Linked DNA regions of Rattus norvegicus: region 1 is linked to region 2. The links are chromatin contacts, called in public Hi-C maps. All regions are on one chromosome and are shown on one strand. Each heading gives the region's core, a stretch centred on a gene start, on an enhancer-like site or on the middle of the called end of the contact. The rest is flanking DNA. Distances are from core to core; before and after follow the strand shown.

Region 1 (4,687 bases), core at 503-3,002, 390 kb before region 2:
CTAACAAGGGATACAGCCTGTCCCCCGCCCCCCCCCCCCCCTTTTAAAAGATTTACTTCATGTATGTGGGTACACTGTAGCTGTCCTCAGACACACCAGAAGAGGGCATCGGATTCCATTACAGATGGTTGGAAGCCACCATGTGGTTGCTGGGAATTGAACTCAGGACCTCTGGAAGAGCAGTCAGTGCTCTTAACCGCTGAGCCATCTCTCCAGCCCAGATTTGTACCATCTTAAGTACTTTATGCCTAAATGTTAAAGCAAATAGTATGGTAATTGAACACTACCATTTGGTCAAATTCACAACAAAATGGGCCACAACAGTTGAATAAACTTTCATTTGTAAAACTACTTAATTTACAGGCCTGGTTCTATTCATACTTCTGTAATACATTAGCTGTAAAAATTTGAGAATAACGTTACTATTTCATATCATAGTGTATGTATTAGCTAGGTAAAATAAACGTTTTAATTTCTGACTTTTTTTAAAAGATCAACTCACAGAGATTGCCTGCCCAAGGTGGGATTAAAGGCATAGGTTACTAGGACCCGCATGGCTCACGGATGTTTTTAAAATTATTTTTATTAAGGGGAGGCAGGGTTGTTCTTCCCTCTCCTAACCTCCAGGGCAAAGTAGCACACCATACAGCTTACTTACTAACCTGGTTTTACTTTTTTATGCTTATATATGTTTGGTGGCGCGGGTGTTTGTGCAGCTGGGCAGGGGTCACAGGTCAATTTCTGGTGTGCTTACTCGATAGTTGTCCACATTATTTTTCACAGGATCTCTCACTGGGACCTGGAGCTGACAGGTTAGGCTAGGTTGGGTGGCGTTAGCCTCAGGGATCTGTTCCAGAAATGGAATTACGATCCTGCACAACCATGCCAGACTTTTTGGGGGTGGGGTGTGGCGGGGAGGTTTAGGCATAGAATTCAGGTCCTCATGCTTGCAAGGCAAGCACTATACTGACTGAACAATCTCAACAACCCGGGGTTTTTGTTGGTGCTAGAGTGCATAAATAGAGGCTTTCAGTCTCTCTCTTTTTTTTTTTCCCCACGAATACTACATTTATACAACGGCCCAAGTTTCGTAGCAAAGTGATTTTAAAAGTATTCGTATTGTGACAGTTTACTTCTGTATACTTATGTGTGCATCCAAGCGCAGGTCAGAGAACCTGCTGAGCCTGGCGCTCCCCTTACACCACGTGGGTTTGGAACGCAATCCATCTGCTTAGTGGCAAGCGCATTTACCCGCTCAGCCACCTCACCGAGTTTAGATTATTTTTTTTAATTGCGGTCCCTGTGCAAAGTCGGCTCCCAAGTACACGGAATAAAACCGCCACAGGAAGTGTATGTATGTATGTGTGTTGGGGGGTGCGGGGGGTGTCTCCTACGAGCGGCAAGCAAGAAGATCAGCGGCAGGTGGACAGAAATTGCCTCCAAAGGTAACGCCGCGTCCCGTGGTCTTCCCGGAACAACATCCCGAGGCCACATCCGGCGGAGACCAGCCCAGACCCTGCCGCCTCACACACGGCGCCCTCGGCCGTCGTCGCCAGCTCCTATAGAGTTCCCGTTCTCCGCGGTTTCAGCCCACAGCAGCAGAACACAAACCGAGAACCGTAGGCCGCAGCCCAGGCCACGTAGCAGCCCAGCCAGATCCCCATAGCAACCAACTGCCACAGCTCACTCCAGCAAGTGCCCTTCCGCTAGTGACAGGCTCGGCTTCTGCTTCCGCTTCCTGTCCCATAATCCTCTGTTCGCCTAGAAGAGCTTTGCATTGTGGGAGCTCCTTCCTTTCTCGCTCCCCGGCCATCTTGGCGTCTGATCTTGGTGAGTGAGCTCTGCTGGGTAGAGGACTAGGCGGCTCGGGGAGCTCCGCTAGTTGGTGTTTGACGCTCTGTATCATAATCCTCACTTCTGCCCTCTGTGTATTCTAGGTTGGGGCTTGTCCCGCACCTAAGGCAAGAGGATGGTGGCTGCAAAGAAGACGGTAAGTGAAGCCGACCGAGCCCGGAAGCCGCTTCACGTGGAGAGCTGGGTCTGGGCCGGGGCGGATAGATCTGAGCACACTGGGTGGATTGCATGCCGCTGACGTTTCAGGGTTTCAAAGTGAATCCGAGAGGCCCTACGTGACTTCGCAGGCATCATTAAAGTGTTCAATTCCAGAAATTTGGAACTGGGTTTGGTTTTGAGATGGCTGCGAGTGGTTTTCAAGTCTCAAATGTTTGCATTGTAGAAAAAGTCTCTGGAGTCAATCAACTCTCGGCTCCAACTTGTTATGAAAAGTGGAAAGTACGTGCTGGGGTACAAACAGACTCTGAAGATGATCAGACAAGGCAAAGCGAAATTGGTTATCCTCGCCAACAACTGTCCAGCTTTGAGGTAATGGAGGGAATATGAATGTATGTGGCTTATTGTAGATTCCAGCATTGGGAAGAATAATGATGGTTGTTTTCTGATGTTTGGACCCTGATTTGTGTGTGTATTCTTCTGTAAGTGTAAATACACAGTGTGTAACAGGTCGCATACAAATGATAACACGCAGGTTCAGGGAAGCACGGTGGCTTTTCCCACGTATCTGGAACATCCCTATTTTTGATCGTCTTTCAAGATTTGAAGTGTTAACACTCCATTGCTGTGCGTGTTTTAGTTTTAAAAAATTTCAGCTAAATTCATAAAGTCACCTATTAGCAGGGTCCAATTTTTTGAACATTAGTTTATTCTTGATTAACCATTTTAACTTGAGCATAGTATTTTAAGTAAGCTAAAGAAACTTGTATAGTATAAGCCTCTTGACTTTTCTATGGTGATTGCACACCTTCATTCTTTTATGTAGTTCAGACTTAGTGGTCCAGTCTGGGGCTTGAAGTTCATTTCTCATAAGCACTTTGGGGCACTGTTGATGGTCTATGGGCCACATAATAAGCTCAAGTTTCTGTGGAACTTTCACATCTTAACCATTTGAATCCATTAACCTGGCACTGAAGTGTTTATTCTTTGAGTAATAGTATCAGCAGTCCTTACGCAGTGGTCAGTATGTAGTAGGTGGTAAGGTGGCTTATCTATCTTTTTTACACTTTTTACCCTCCATTCCAATTCCTATTCCACCCCTCGTTCCTATTAGTCTTTGCCTCAGTTTGTTAAGATGGAGTATATAATACTTGTTGCTGACATGAGAAATAACACCCTTTGAGAATCCAGAAGATTCTCCTGGAGCTGGAGTTAAGTAGTTGTGAGGCAGCTGGTGTGAGTGCTGGGAACAGAACTTTGTTAAGAGCAGCACAGGCTGTCAGTGTACCAGGCCAGCATTGACTTTTTTATGTCTATTATCCCTTTTCTAGTACTTTAGACACCATTTTTTCCTGTGGTTTCTAAGTAACTTATTTCAAACACATTTTAAACGTATTTAGTAAATTGAAACATGAATACAATGTATTTAGTACCGAATACTACCTCAACAAAGTAGGTATTTAGTAGAAAAGTACAGTATACACTAGTAAAGGATCTATGATCTTTTTTTTTTTTTTTTTGGTTCTTTTTTTCGGAGCTGGGGACCGAATATGATCTTTTTTTTTAAAGCCTCACCAATTTGTAGTGAATCTGTCAATACCTTTGTATGGGGTTTTGTCTGACTTTTTGTTGTTGTTCCCCCAAGGAAATCTGAAATAGAATACTATGCCATGTTGGCTAAAACTGGTGTCCATCACTACAGTGGCAATAACATTGAATTGGGCACAGCGTGTGGAAAATACTACAGAGTATGCACACTGGCTATCATTGACCCAGGTATGCTTTTAAAATTATATTTTTTTTCTAATGTATGTACTTATTAGGCAGTGGCTTTGGTTCCTGAGTTCAGACCATTAGAACTTCAGTATTGAAAAAGATATGCCATAATTTTATTTTGCAAAGAATTGACAGTGCACATCAGTACATTGTAATTGGCTTTTCTATAAATACAAAGAAAAATTTTTTTAACTTTGTTAGGAGTTTTGTTTAATGAAGTGAGGCCAGCCTGGCCTACAGAATGAGTTCCAGGACAACTGGGGCAACACAGTGAAACTATTTGTGTCTCTTCCCCCTCTTGACCCCTCTTACCACACCCCACATCCTTGGGAAGAAGTGTTTGTTAGAAGGTGAAAATACCAGGCCAGATAAAGAGTCATCTCATTTTTGCTTGGGAACAAATGCTTTGTGGTGAATGCCCACAAATACTCGTCATCCTGTGTTTTGAGCTTAGACATTTTAGTTGCCTGGTAGAACATGCGAATATTCTCGCTGTTCTGATTTTGTGATAATCAGGACAGGCTAAACATTCGCTATAGTACGACCATGCATGTGTCCCCAGACCTAGTTCTTTACCTGGGTCTGGTTTTCTCAATGCTGGTGACAAGCCAGGTCTGATTCATTAAATGTATGAGCTGTATAGTCATAGGATGACTGAGATTTTAAGGTATTTTTAATTGGTTTTAAGAGTGACAGCCGCCACTTTAACATTATGCTAATCTGCCTTCTTACCTAAAAAACATGTAGGGGAATTCTGTAATTATCAGTTGCCATTAAATGACTTGTAAACCTTTTATTTTCTAGGTGATTCCGATATTATTAGAAGCATGCCAGAACAGACTGGTGAGAAGTAAACAAGAAAGTTCTCCTTTAATAAAACTTTGCCAGAGCTCCTTTTAAA
Region 2 (5,221 bases), core at 1,274-3,773:
AAAAGTGCAGAGCGGTACACAAGAGAACCAGTCACACCTTTTCTTTTTTACCATAACACCTTTCCCAGCACTGACAGCCATGCTCTTTACCCTTAGGCTTGCTTCTTCAGTGCAAAGACAGCAGATCCTGCTGACCTAAACCAAAAGGCACTCCCAAGTATCAGCAGGATTAGAACACACAGACTGTTACTGGATTTCTCCTCTCTCTCTCTCTCTCTCTCTCTCTCTCTCTCTCTCTCTCTCTCTCCACACACACACACACACACACACACACACACACACCTCGCAAATTGTTCTGTCTTAAGATAAGGTGTCTTTCGTCTTTCACCACATAGCCCAGACTGATCTTGGACTTATGATTTTTCCTGTAGTTTCCCTGTGTCTGCCTTCTGGAACTACAGACACATGCCCTTGTTCAAAATCATTTAAATAATTTTTGGTCATTAAGATGTGTACCCATGCAGGCTGGAGAGATGGCTTAAAGGTTAAGAGAACTGCTACTCTTCTGGAGGATCTGGGTTCAACTCCCAGCACTCACATGGCATTTCACAGCTGTCTGTAGCTCCAATTCTAGGGGATTTGGCGGCATCAAACATACATGAAGGCAAAACACAAATGCACATAAAATAAAATTTAAAAAAAGGTGTGTATCCAATACAAGGCTAATGTTGATATACATGTGTATAACTTGTAAATAGGAATGCTTTTGTGTCCACACTGTTAAAAATTGGTCTTGCTTTATATAAATAAAGAACCTAGTAAAAAGGATATCACTGTGAATAGCTGCAACATTATCTTTTTTTTTAAACTCACAAGCTCCATAGAAAGAAATCCAGCCAAGAGATTGCCCACACAGGAAAAACAAGGGTAACCAGGGGATCTTCCTTGTTGGGGTTTGCAGTTCTCATCAGTCCAGGGGACCAGCTAAGCCAGCTTGGTCGCCATCCCAAGCAGGACTTACTTGCTCATCTCCATTTCAGTGTCAAGGACATGAACTTCCTACGTGGGGAACGTTCTCTGTTTCCATCTCAAGCTCTCCTCAGCAGCTGGCTTAAAGCCTGCATTCTCCAGGAAGCTTGTCTGACCAACTCCACTGGCCTAGGATCTTTTTTTGTACCCTACATGTCTCAACTTTAAGGTTGTCAGAATTAGCGAATAGTAATACAGGAGGTTCAGTTAAACCTGAGTTTTAGACACACAATGAAAACATTTTTAAAAAACATAGGCCATTCTTATTCCATTTTACTAATAATTATTATTAATAGGGATCCTATCTGGCCCACTCAAACCTAAAGGTCTTATTAAAAATGATCATAGAGCTTTGGTATTATGCTCGTTGATAAGTTACCTCTAGCTTTTCTGAGAGTGATTTTTATTTCTATGTTTTTCTAAGTAGAGGATAAATGTTTTGAACTGTCTGTGGCAAAGCTCTAGTCTCTCTATGTGGCCAGAGCTCAGCTAATGCTTGGCCGTGAATAAGTCTTCAGCATGGACTTCGTGTTCATTTTCCCGACAGGAAGGAATTCTGTGAGGTGAACATGAAGCAATATAAGGCCTGTTAAAAAGATTGCCATATTAGAGGGCTGACTGATGGCTCAGCAGATAAAGGCACGTGCTGTTAAGTCTGATGATCTCAGTTCAAACCCTGAAACCTGAATGATCGAAGGAGAGTCTACTCTTACAGATTGCCCTCTGACCTTCTCTACCACAAAGAAATAACAACTCAATGCAGGCTTTTTTTTGTTTTTGTTTTTGTTTTTGTTTTTGTTTTGAGGAAGGGTAATATTATGTAGCTCTGGCTGACTTGAAACTCAACATGTAGACCAGGCTGGCCTTGAACTAGAAGAAAAATCTTTGCTTCTGGAGTGCTGGGGTTAAAGGTTCACATCCACCCAGTATAAATGTGTTTTTTTTTTTTGTTTGTTTGTTTTTTGTTTTGTTTTGTCAATGTAATCTAAATTTCTAAGTGTATTAGGAAAATCAGAAGTTGTGTTTTGCCATGTTTTATCCATTACTAAATTCTGCTATTATCTTATCTGCAAGTTGTATTGATAGTAATTGATTTTAGGGGCTTTCTCATTGTGGCTAAGGAGGACAGCTGTCGTAGCCGTTGTTGTTGTTCCCTTTCATCATTCTGCAGATGCAGTAAACTGCCCTGTGCCGTAGCCAGCGCCTGCTTTGGCGATTTCTCCGTGCCAGCAGAGACCTTGCCTCTTACACGGGAAGAAGGGGACAGTTTTGACTCAGTTCTGACACCTTGCCATGTTTTCACTTCCAAAAGTTCAGATGCAGTGGCCTCCTTCTGAGTGCCATTTGTTTGTTCTCGGCAACGACAGCAAGTGTTTAAAAAAGAGATAATACCCATATCAAGTTTATTCCAGCAATGGAGTGGGGTGGGGGTCAGGAGGAGCCCAAGCCAATGTCACAAAGCTCAGAAGTCGGAGGGTTAAGCTTTCTTGGCCGGCCACTCTGTGGAGGTGGGGATTTTGAAACGTGATTCTTGGTTTCTGGAGGAACTTGCTGGATGGGAAGGCACAGCTCATGAGAGACAATGAAAAAGGAAGGGGCTGACGGGGTGGGTGGAGGGACATTCTTATATCTCAGGGGAGCAAAAAGGGAAATGGTGGCAGAGAAAGGAGGAATGGTGTGTCTGGCGCGGGCTAATCAGGGACTTCCTTATTCTCAAACCCAGAGTAGTTTGGAGTGTTTGCGATGCGAAGAAAGGAAGTAGTGGGGTGGGGGGATCCTGTTCTGTCCTATTTTTAGAGGTCTGGGAGGGGGAATATCCAGCCTGACTAGGATGAAACCACACCACTGGTGGCCAGGGTGTGTGTACAAGTGTGTGTGTGTGTGTGTGTGTGTGTGTGTGTGTGTGTGTGCATTGCAGTTGGGTGTGGGACTCTGGGACAAAGGTTTACTTAAAATAAACTCTGAGTGTTAATAAAATCAGGAAAACATGAAAAAGAAAACTTGATAGGTCTATTGCAGGCTTCTGTTTTAAAAGAATGACTTATTTTTAAGTAAATGGCTCTAAGTAAAATTTCTTTTCTTACTCTCCCTCCCACCAGTTTGTGCATGTGTTTGTGTGTTGTGTGAATGTGGAGACCAGAAGTTGGTGTCAGGTATCTTTCTTTGCTCTCCACCTTATTTTTTGATGCAAGGCATCGCACTGATTCAGCCAAGGAGCTCTAGGAAACTGTCTGCACCCACCCCAGCTCCAGTGCTGGGCTACAGCTGTGAATGACTGCATCTGGGTCTAACCCAGGTGATGGGGATTAAAACTCAGATTCCCATGCTTACAAAGCAGACACTTTCTGGACTTTATTTTTTTCTTAGAAACATGTAAGTCATGGTTCTGCATCAGTGCTTAGCATCTGAATGGACAGCATCACCATTAGAATTTCCTCTGAGATGATTATAAAACTGTGTGCTACTATACTAACCACGTATTGAAACAATTAGGTATTTTTTTCCTGAGAGTTCTCATGTTCAAATATATACATACATTCACACACACACACACACACACACACACACACACACACACACACACACAGGTTCTTTTTAAAAAGAAATGAGAGGTTAAGCTTCGTAGTGCATCCTTTAATCCCAGCAGAGGCAAGGGGATTTCTGTGAGTTTGAGGCTAGCCTGGTCTACAAAGTGAGTCCAGGAAGGCCAGGGCTACTAGACAGAGAAACCCTATCCTGAAATTAAAAAAAAAGGTAATGAGATTACACAGTATTGGTAGCTGAAATCAACTGAGACCCTTCTATACTATATGTCAGTATGTCAGATACTGTCCTTGGGCCCTTATCTGGAGACCCCATGCAATCTTCACAATAACATGGTGAAGTAGTGTCATTATTTATTTAGACATAGCCTCACTAGGTAATCCTGGCTTCCTGGAACTCAAAGAGGTCCACTCCTTCTGCTTTCTGAGTGCTGGGATTAAAGGTGTCAGCCTCCAAAATCAGTCCTCTGTACTTTTAATATATAAAAGTATCTTAAACTATTAAAAAATCAACTGCCTTTGCATGTTAGTGATTTGTAATCTGACTCCCCCACTTAAATTAGCATGTAACGTATCTCCTTTCATGTTGACACCGATCTATTACAAATAGGGTTCAGTGTATGGAGGTGGCCCTTCAGCTTTGCACATAGGCTTTGCTATGCCTCGATGGGCCATTGGCTCCACATTAACCTGGGTGTGGTATGAGGGCATCTGTTGAGTGTGCATTTGCACCAGTAAAATGGAAATCAGGATGCTCTAACAGGAGCCTCACCTAAGTCACCTGAGTCTTGACTAGAACAAGCAGGACGGGGCAGGAGGTGACCTTTGCCTATGTCTTCCAGTCAGGGCAACTTTCAGACAGACTCGGTGTACCGTTCAGGACTTTCAGTTGGGAGTCAGGTAGCTTTGTGTGACAGTGTGGCTTGCAGCTGTTTCAGGAACTAAGCCAGCTTTTTTCTTCCTGGAAGGGAAGGGTCCCTGTGCTCGGAGGTTCGTGGTGGGAATTTTCCCACTGGTCCCAGATAGGCCCCAACTCTGGCTTTTTCACTACCACAAGAACAATCCCATCTCGTTTCCTCTGTAGTCTTTTATTCTCCCCTTCCCAGGACCGCCAGGAGAAGGACCTGAAGCAGGAGGCTCTTCCCAGTCTCTTTGGACTGGGCATCTTTCCCTCTTGTAGGAAAGAATATCCTCCTTTGAGACCCTTGTGCTCAAGTATGTATGTCTCTCTACTTCCTCCTCAGGGCCGGCCTTCGTAAGTTGGACTTCATGGTTCAGTGAGGACTTAAGACGGATGGACAGATGCTGTTCTGACATCGTCTTTTCCTGACACTGGGATGTTATATAAGACACAGTTAAAATCACCTTGTTTCCTTTGCATTCTGAGCTGAACCTTCCATCCATTGGGGTCTAAGCATTCAAACGTGTGAGCCACTCTCATGGAGGTCACTACTGGTCAGAAGAGGACATCAGATCCTGTGGAACTGCCATGTGAATGGCTGTGGGGAACTAAACTCTGATCCTCTGCAAGGGCAACATGTGTTTGAAGCTGATGAGCGAGCTCTCCGGCTCATGCATTTTGGCACCTGAAGTCTTTGGAACCGAAGTGTTTCCCAGGCAATGATTTCCAGCAACAAATGATTCTGTGTTTGTACTTTCTGTTATTGTAGCCACAGGCAACATGTGGCTTTTGAGTTCTCCGAATGTGG

The links. A called contact is a pair of places that touch in the nucleus more often than the background predicts.
Region 1: a Hi-C map of psoas muscle shows a contact between it and region 2, with 2.2 times the contacts expected there. The contact joins the promoter of Rpl30 here to the enhancer-like site in region 2. A contact is called at or near these places in 3 of 12 Hi-C or Micro-C datasets (the A7r5 cell line, kidney and psoas muscle).

The regions. Positions count from the first base shown.
Region 1 is chr7:67,533,620-67,538,306 of GRCr8, reverse strand. It overlaps Rpl30 (ribosomal protein L30), which reads left to right and starts at 1,752. Exons shown (of 5, transcript NM_022699.4): 1 at 1,752-1,830; 2 at 1,938-1,990; 3 at 2,237-2,382; 4 at 3,656-3,786; 5 at 4,591-4,687. The coding sequence starts at 1,970. The coding sequence ends at 4,640. Erich5 (glutamate-rich 5) reads right to left here and starts at 153. Exons shown (of 3, transcript XM_006241547.5): 1 at 1-153. LOC120093944 (small nucleolar RNA SNORA72) reads left to right here and starts at 4,264; the gene lies at 4,264-4,395.
Region 2 is chr7:67,143,658-67,148,878 of GRCr8, reverse strand. No RefSeq gene overlaps it. Among named protein-coding and RNA genes, the nearest start is that of Mtdh, 46 kb to the left of the region's middle. Within about 2 kb of position 2,523, at least 6 of the 93 cell types and tissues checked have an H3K27ac peak or open chromatin away from gene starts, as enhancers often do.